Linked DNA regions of Mus musculus: regions 1 and 2 are each linked to region 3. Evidence: chromatin contacts called from public HiChIP or PLAC-seq data. All regions are on one chromosome and are shown on one strand. The core of a region is the stretch at or near the end of the contact, and the rest is flanking DNA. Distances in the headings are between cores, read along the strand shown. Region 1 overlaps Rab3gap2 (RAB3 GTPase activating protein subunit 2). Region 2 overlaps Rab3gap2 (RAB3 GTPase activating protein subunit 2). Region 3 holds the start of C130074G19Rik (RIKEN cDNA C130074G19 gene).

Evidence for each region. HiChIP or PLAC-seq counts read pairs in DNA pulled down with a chosen protein or histone mark.
Region 1: a FOXA1 HiChIP or PLAC-seq map of pancreatic cancer cells shows a contact between it and region 3. The contact joins the enhancer-like site here to the promoter of C130074G19Rik in region 3. A contact is called at or near these places in 5 of 115 datasets of contacts at active chromatin or transcription factors (embryonic stem cells, neural tube and pancreatic cancer cells) and 2 of 9 other capture datasets (embryonic stem cells and pancreatic islet).
Region 2: a FOXA1 HiChIP or PLAC-seq map of pancreatic cancer cells shows a contact between it and region 3. The contact joins the enhancer-like site here to the promoter of C130074G19Rik in region 3. A contact is called at or near these places in 2 of 39 promoter capture datasets (hippocampal neurons and trophoblast stem cells), 2 of 115 datasets of contacts at active chromatin or transcription factors (embryonic stem cells and pancreatic cancer cells) and 1 of 9 other capture datasets (embryonic stem cells).

What each region holds. Positions count from the first base shown.
Region 1 is chr1:185,228,820-185,231,519 of GRCm38.p6, reverse strand. The region is part of intron 2 of Rab3gap2 (RAB3 GTPase activating protein subunit 2); the gene reads right to left. Among named protein-coding and RNA genes, the nearest start is that of Snora36b, 13 kb to the left of the region's middle. Within about 2 kb of position 1,444, at least 132 of the 459 cell types and tissues checked have an H3K27ac peak or open chromatin away from gene starts, as enhancers often do. A contact at or near this core is called in pancreatic cancer cells and pancreatic islet, where this site is marked.
Region 2 is chr1:185,282,087-185,284,786 of GRCm38.p6, reverse strand. It overlaps Rab3gap2 (RAB3 GTPase activating protein subunit 2), which reads right to left. Exons shown (of 35, transcript NM_001163754.1): 33 at 2,277-2,489; 34 at 1,247-1,405; 35 at 1-940. The coding sequence ends at 791. Among named protein-coding and RNA genes, the nearest start is that of Mir194-1, 30 kb to the left of the region's middle. Within about 2 kb of position 1,271, at least 57 of the 459 cell types and tissues checked have an H3K27ac peak or open chromatin away from gene starts, as enhancers often do. A contact at or near this core is called in pancreatic cancer cells, where this site is marked.
Region 3 is chr1:184,881,737-184,884,436 of GRCm38.p6, reverse strand. It overlaps C130074G19Rik (RIKEN cDNA C130074G19 gene), which reads left to right and starts at 1,401. Exons shown (of 2, transcript NM_178692.3): 1 at 1,401-1,751. The coding sequence starts at 1,446. Gm34602 (a long non-coding RNA gene) reads right to left here. Exons shown (of 4, transcript XR_003948516.1): 4 at 2,156-2,531. It also overlaps the pseudogene Gm17905.

The sequences.
Region 1 (2,700 bases), core at 195-2,694, 350 kb before region 3:
GCCTAGAAAGAGAGCAAACCACAGAGAAATATTAAATATTTGATTAAAAAACAGTGATAGTTCAGGGATTATAGGCACACACCACCACACCCAGCAAAGCCAATGCTTTTTCTTGAGGTATTTTTTTTTAACCACACCTTTAAAAGGTTTTTTCCTTTTCTCCTCTGTGGCGGTTTTAATGATAATGCCTGCAGTGACTCAGAAAGAGTGGCATTATTGGACAGGTAGCCTTGCTGGAGTAGGTGCTACCTGGTTGGAGGAAGTGTGTCACAGGGGGTGGGCTATGAGGTGTCAGAAGATCAATCAGACCCATTGTCACTCTCTTGTCCTGCTCCTGTGGATCCAGACATAAAACTCTGAACTACCTCTCCAGCACCACGTCTGCCCGCTTGCTGCCATGCTTCTCACCATGACGATAATGGACTAAACCTCCTGAACTATAAGCCAGCCCTGGATAAATGCTTTCCTTTCCAAGAGCTGCCATGGTCATGGTGTCTTCCCAGCAATGAATCCCTGTGACACCCCTATGTGTAATCCCAGTTCCTTCAGTAACTGCCCCATGCTCTCACTTTTCCCTTCTTGGAAGTGTGATCAGCTGACGGAAAGGAACAAGGGTTCTTTAAGAATCCAGCTCAAGCAGCAGTAGAAATAGAAGCCGTGCATGAACAACAGAGATGTGTCTGCAGGAGTCCCTGTGTCAGAACTTTCAAGTCAAAGCAGATACAATCTGACAAAAATATACCAGGATAGGAACAATCAGAAAGCCACACCCCAGGCTGGACCACGATCAACTACTACTAGCTTTACCACGAAGCTGTACTTCCAGTTTATCAACAGGCAGTGAGCTGTACAGAACAACAAGCCATGAAGCCCAAGGCTTTGGTGCACATTTGGTAGGTAGCTGGCAAGATGCAGGTTCATTTTGTACCTGAGGCCCTTTGTCTACCAATTAAGTTTCTGAAAAACCCATCCACAATAAGGGGCCACAGACACTAATATTGCCCCCTTGAAGGCAGTGATCCTAAAATAACACCACCAACTGAAAAGGTGGTTAATTTCCCAAGTGAGGTGGGAAATTAAAAAGAAAGAAAACAAAGTACCCCACAGTAAAACAGCAAGTTTCCTACAAAACCAGACTCCAAGACTGGCAGTGCGTCCGTCACTATTGGGAGAGGGAAGAAAGCTGTTTCACTGCGGCCTGTATACCGAGGCTTTCCCTTAAGACCAGGGAGAATGTCTTCACCTGAACCAAGTGGGGAGCCACCACAGAGCCCCAGGAGAAGGCACCGTCTCTAACCCAGGCCGCTTCCATCACTCATCATTCTCCTTTCTTTGGTTTTAAGGCTGCAAGGTTGTTCAATGACTCTTTCTTCTAAGGTGTGTCTGATGATAAACCCACAGCACTGTGACCAGCCTTCAGCTGTAGGCAGCTGCCCCATGCTGATGAGTCATCGCTGGCCTGCTGTCTGTCGTTGTCTCCACTGCTGTGTGAAATGGCCACCACACAGCCAGCAGCAGCCTCACAGTGTGTACTTTTCACTGGGCTAACTTTCAAAGCTGTTTATACATTCTAGGGGCCAGCAACACCCAGTGTTCTCAGGGCCTGTCGGCACACTCACGGGTGTGCTCTAGAACTGTCTAGCAGATGGCCACTCAGACTCAGAGCTACTCACTCATACCTCCTGAAAGCAAGAGAGGTCACACAAAGCAAGGTCTCCGTGCTGCATCTCCTGGTAGTCTGCTTCTAATTTATGCTATGCCTAATGCTTTTCAAATTTCCATTCCCTTCCTTCCTTGTGGGGGGAAGCTGTAATGGGGCTTGTCTCTAAACAAAACTCTACAGAACAGTTCAAAATACTAAACAGAAAGAGCAAAGATGGCAAAGCTCTGTAGCCCCTGAGTCAAACCTACAGCTGTCTCACAGCGTGGAAAGATCAGAGTCCCAGCTGCTCAAGTTAAAGACCTTACAGTCCTTTCAAAACCAAACTGGGGCAAAGCATGAACTCTCTCTAATTTGGTTTAAATTTTTTTAAACCCTCTTACAAGTAAAACGAGTGACAAAAGCTTACATTCTGAATCTCAATTTTTAAAATTTGAGGAAGCCAGAAATTTTACATTTATTTTATAATCAACTAATTTAGGATTATTTGTTACGACCCCCCCCCCTTTTTTTTTCTTTTTTGGTGCTAAGGACTGAGCCCAGGGCCTTGGGCCCAACAGGCAAATGCACCCCAATTCTCTTGTTCTTTATGTCTACACTACTTACAGGCAAGTGTCCACTCACATGCCCCATCAATTGGTAATGATGACCATTAGTTTAGAGAGTGAAACACTCACATTTTTATGTAACGCCTGAGTTTTCTGCAGTTTTCTGCATGGAGGTAGTAACAGTGGAGCTGCAGAACTAACAAGCAAGCATGCGTCTCTGTTTCCTGGATAGATTGTAATACTAGATAGAAAATCTCTCTGCTCCACCAGGTTCCCTGTGGTCAAAAAAAGTACCAAATAATATTTAACCCAGAGACTGCCATTTAGTTCTTAGGCTAACACAACCAGTAAATAGTAACAATTAGTGTCTAGTTTAAGTAGAATAGATCTTATAAGTAAATCAAATGCTAAGGGCTTTAAATTGCTATCAGATTTTAGAAAAAAAAAAAAGCATGTACTCACCAAAATATTTATAAATGGAAAACATAAAGA
Region 2 (2,700 bases), core at 22-2,521, 400 kb before region 3:
AAGTCCCAGAAACAGACAGTTTTGAACACTTGGAAGAAAAATAAAGTTGAATTTTTAAATATTGTTTCTTTGCTTTGTTCTTTTTTTTTAAACATGTCTTACAAGATAATACATTTTTACAATTACCTGATGTGGATACAATTTTGGAACTTGACAAAATAGAGTAAATTTTAATTTACATAATAACTGATCTTGCTGCTTTGTTCACACCTCTGATTCCTAAGTCTGGCAAGGACAACAGACTTGAGGTCCTTCCCCAAGTTCCCCGGTCCCCTGCTGATCTCAAGCCATTTCTCCTCTGACAGCAGTAGCACCCTGGACAGGAAGTGGTTAGCACCCAGAGCTCCCTGCCAGGTGGCATCCCGGTACACGACCAACCATGAGGACATCTCTGTGTGTTTGAAAGGGACATGGGCTGTATCTCTAGTGTGCTCATGGAAGCAGTGTGAACACACTTAATCCCCACGGAATCATTTGGATAGGAACTAGACTACTACACTAAGAACAAAATCTGCAAATTATAACCAGTAACAATACCAAAGTTTAACAATAAAACTGCTTATTTGAATGAAAAAATAAAGAATAAAGCATCTGCATTAGTCACAGGATAGTTAATGTGTTTATAGTTTATCTTCAGTCTTTGCTGAAGATGGGGAATTTAGACAGGATTGCACATTTTAAAGTAATATATTTATTTATTATACAAAAAAAAAAACCTTCCGAAGTTCCAGATCTTACTATGAAAAATGACATGCAGTGGTTCATGTAGTCACAGGACTGTAGGCTACTGTCATAAAGTCGCCATGGCTTCCACGGCATCGATGAGGTGTAAGGCGAGGCTGTACTGCCCGTGCTTCTCTGGCAGGAGCTCCATCACTTTATGCACGAGTTTAGCTGTTGCTGCAATAGGCACGCCAGTGTTCTGAAGATCCTGAGGGTTCTGCGAATGGGACAGGACAGCCATTAGTTTGATGCAGCCAAACATGACCTTACTGACTTAAGCTTTACTGTGGAAGTTCTCCCAATAAAAGCATCTCTTTGGCCGGGCGTGGTGGTGCACGCCTTTAATCCCAGCACTCGGAAGGCAGAGGCAGGCAGATTTCTGAGTTTAAGGCCAGCCTGGTCTACAAAGTGAGTTCCAGGACAGCCAGGGCTACACAGAGAAACCCTGTCTCAAAAAAACCAAAGAAGCTCCCTGGCGAGGCCATCCATCGCGGAGCGTCTGCTCACGCCGCCCTCCACTCACCATTGCCTTCAGCCAGGTGCAGAGTGTGGGCGGGAGTCTGGCCAGCAGCTCCATGCCTTCCTTCGTCTGGGTGTGGAAAAGCGCGTGAGCCAGCCTTTGCCCGGTCAGCACTAGCAGCTGAGACGCCAGAACTTCTTTGTCCTGAACTTGAAAAATGGCCTGAGGGTGAACATGGAGAAACAATTCAGCAAGAGCTATTGTCCCAGGGTTGCCAATGAAGACTCTACTTCGGCTCTCAGGTGTACGGACGAAGGGAAATTGAAATTGACCTAGAATTTAAACCCAACTTTTGCTCATCAGCTAATTTTTGTTACCTAAATTTTCAATTCATGACACTGTATCTCATTTACAAAAAATGGGAGAGTGTTAGATTCTGCCGTCTGACGGCTACTGAGTACTCCGAAGTGGCCTCGGGCTTGGAGAACAGCCAACCTCTCCTTATTGCTGATGGAGTCACTCGCTCCTAGCCTGAGTGCATACCTACCCACCCTGACTCATTGCTTATGAGGTCTGGCAGCCACACTGGCTTTCTGGTCTTGGACCTTGCCACGCTGCTCCCTATCTCTGGACCTTTGGACTCCTCTGTTCCTCAGCTCTGGGAGCGGCTAGTTGGTTCTCCTTGAGGGCGGTTTCGTTACCACTTTCTTTCACCCACTGAGACTCCTGTGACTCGGTTTACGTTCATCTCTTGGTACAGAACTTCATGCTTCTCTGTTCCAGCAGATGATCAATCCTCAAGGGGCCTCACCTGTTTACTGCTCTGTGTCTGTATGAACCTGGCAGCAGGCACAAATCCAGACAGACACAGCTTTCTATTCCTTTGTTGACTAGACTTGGTCTCATGTCCAAACTGGTTTATGTAGATGAGGCTGACCTTAAAAGTTCTTATCCTCCTGCTTCTGCATCCCAAATGCACACAGCACTATATCCAGCTCTGGCTGTGTGTTTTATAACTTCCACCCCATGAGCATCTCGGGTCATCCCTACCTCCTCTCCTCAGAGGCCAATGAGCATCTCGGGCCACTCTTACCTCCTCTCCTAAGAGGTCAGCTCCATGGCTGTACAGCTCCCCCACATAGTGCCTTCGAATGACATCGTCGCTCACTTGAAGGTGATGGGCTAAGTCCACAGCCAAACCTGGCCAGTTGAGGTCTTTCCAATGAGTGTTTGCTGCTTCTGCAGAGGGATCTTTGTCCTTGGAATGCTGAGCCTGGACAGCTGCACTGACAACTTTCAGTAAGAACTTGAAGACAGGAAGGCACAGCACTGCCTCGTCAGTACTTTTCATTTAAAAGTAGCCCAGTGCTTGCTCTGTAAGCTGGTGGCCTGTGTTCAATCCCAAGAGGTCCTCTCCAGGTGGAGGAGAACTAACCCCAGAGCTGCCCTTGCCCCTCCATACTCATTGCCACAGGACAAGCTCCTCCCAGACACATCAATAACATAATTAAAAGTGC
Region 3 (2,700 bases), core at 152-2,651:
GGTAACAACAATGCTTTAAAAACCTAAGACACCAATAAGACCTTGCTCTGCAGAAGACATTAAAATAAAACTGCAGACAAGTATAGAAAAAAGTGTTTCTCGTTCCAAAGTGGAAGCCACATTCATGAACTGTGTGAAGAACTGCTTTCTGATGACTGAGCAGGAGGCTAGTGGAGATCTCAGGCCATGGAGGAAGAAAATGTCTAAACAGTTGGAAACTGGCTGGAGAGATGGCTCAGTGGCTAAGAGCATACACTGTTCCTTCAGAGGACCAGAGATAGATTTCTAGCAACCACATCACCTGTCTGTAACTATAGCTCCAGGCCAGAGACTCTGTACATACTTACACATAATTAAACATAGTTTAAAAAAATGAATCTCTAAAAAACGTCATGTCTCTAAAATGTTCAGGAAGCAATTTAATGTAAGAAGATTTGATTTGGAAGCCACAAAGAAACCACTTACTTGATTTCTATAAAAACCGATCTCATCTCTCCTTCCTATAATGTGGAGTGAGACCCCCCCACACACACACATACACACACTGGGCTTGATGGCTGTTGTTCAGGTTCCACTGCCAAGAACACACGTTGTCTAAACGCCTGCTCAGCTTCCAAGGACGGACTCCACCCTTTACTTAGTTGTAAGTATGTATGGAATGTTTTGATGGGAGACAGAAATGCTGATCATCAGGCATGTGAATGTTGGGAAGACATTTTTAACGTTTTCTTACCCTGCGCTTCTTGCTTGTGTTTGATTCAGAGCATCATGTAGCCCAGGCTGGACCTCAGACTCGCTGTGGTCAACTTGAACCCCTAATCCTTCTGCCTCCACTTCCTAGGTTCGGAGCATGTGCCACCTTGATGGGGCTTCTGTGACACTGGGGATGGAGTCCGGACTTTCGGGCATGCCTAGGTAGCATTCTCCCAACTGAGCTACATCCCCAGGTCTGAATATAATATTTTCATGACCCTGTCAACATGTCCACACCAGCACTGAGGAATCTTCACCAATACCATCTCTACCATTTGTTTGTTTGTTATTTTGTAGCCTTGGCTATCCTGGAACTTGCTCTGTGAACCAAAGTGAGCCTTGAACTCAGAGATCCACCAGCCTCAGCCTGGGATTAAACGCAGGGATTAAAGGTGTGTGCCACCACACCCTGCTAGTTTTAAATGCCCGCACCCGTAGTAGGTCTGTTGTTTGGAGTCTGTTCCCAGTACAGCTGAACTTGCCTACCCTGAGCAATGGTTTCTGCTGCAGGGTTCTCCGGAAAGCCTTTTACGTCTGCCCCCGTAATCCTGGACCCCACCGCATGGGTGTGCTGCGACCTCTGGTTCCCGGAGCGCACAGGGCCGGGGCGGTCCGCAGGGGCAGGAGCCGGGCGGAGCGTGGAGCAAAGGTTGCCTCATAGCCTGGGCCCTTCTCCAGAGCTCGGCGGCATCATGACGGTGGGCGCCCGGCTCCGAAGCAAGGCGGCGAGCAGCTTAGTGGGCCGAAGGCCCCTGGGGCGATCGCGCCGCGCCGGTGACGAGGAGACAGATGCCATCGTGGAGCACCTGGAGGGCGAGGACGAGGACCCGGCGAGCCCGGACTGTGAGCGCGAAGAGGGCGGGCGGCGCGCGGGGACTCCGAGCGCACGCAGGGTGCACCTGGCTGCGCTGCCTGAGCGCTACGACTCCCTGGAGGAGCCCGCGCCAGGCGACAAGCCCAAGAAGAGGTACCGGCGAAAACTGAAGAAGTACGGCAAGGTAGGTCCCCACGGCCCGGCCGCCCTGATCCAGACAGAACCGGGAGTCGCGCTGGGTGGAGTTGTGCCCGCATCCCCGCTGGCCTCCGGGACCATCACTAGGAGGGTGTGTAGCTGAGCGCGCGGGCAGGACCCTTGCTCCCAGTTGGAGCTGATGGTAATGCTGAAGCCATGGTGAGGTTAGTTGACTTGAGCCCCGGACCCAGCTGCGAAGTTGCAGTCTAGGTCCACCTATTTCCCGCACTCTCTCTGGGGCACCCCGCCACAGGAGAATATTAGGTGATTCAGTCCTAGACCCCGGGGTTAACCCGCGCGGGGCCTGCTAACTCAGCCAGTACATACCTAGAACCTGTTACCCCTCCCCCTTCTCTGATCAACAATCTCTGCACCCCGGGACTTCAGATGTTCTTCGGCCTGCCTTTTTACTTTGGTGGGAGAGCCAAAGGAAGGATGGATGGGGAACCGAATGAGTTTCGTTTTCAGGGCACATGATTATGGTTTCTAGGTGCTCTGACCTAGACAGGGCTAGGGAGGGAGTTGGAGTGGAGGGGAATCACAAAACTCATTGCTTGTGTTTGTTCTGACCAAAGTCCTCTGAACTCTCGGAATTATTGTCCAGGTAGTCTTCAGTGGGTGACCTTCATCATACCCGAGACATTCGGTCCCTTGCCAGGAGTTTAGTTTATCATTCTGAATGATATGACCGGAGCTTCCTCACAAGCAGGCAATGATAACATGCGTTGTTGAAGTGAAGTAGGGCTTTTGGGAGTAAGGAAGCCATCTGAAAGTGAATAGAGGACACAGGTTTCTTAGTTGGTAGCTGGCATTTAGAGATGTTTTGGGGGTGACCACTCTGTGCCAGGCATTGTGCATACACTAGAGGTACAAATAGTGGGAGGGGAGATAGCCACCCCCACCCCCAGGGAGAGGTGGCAGAGCTGGGGCACCCT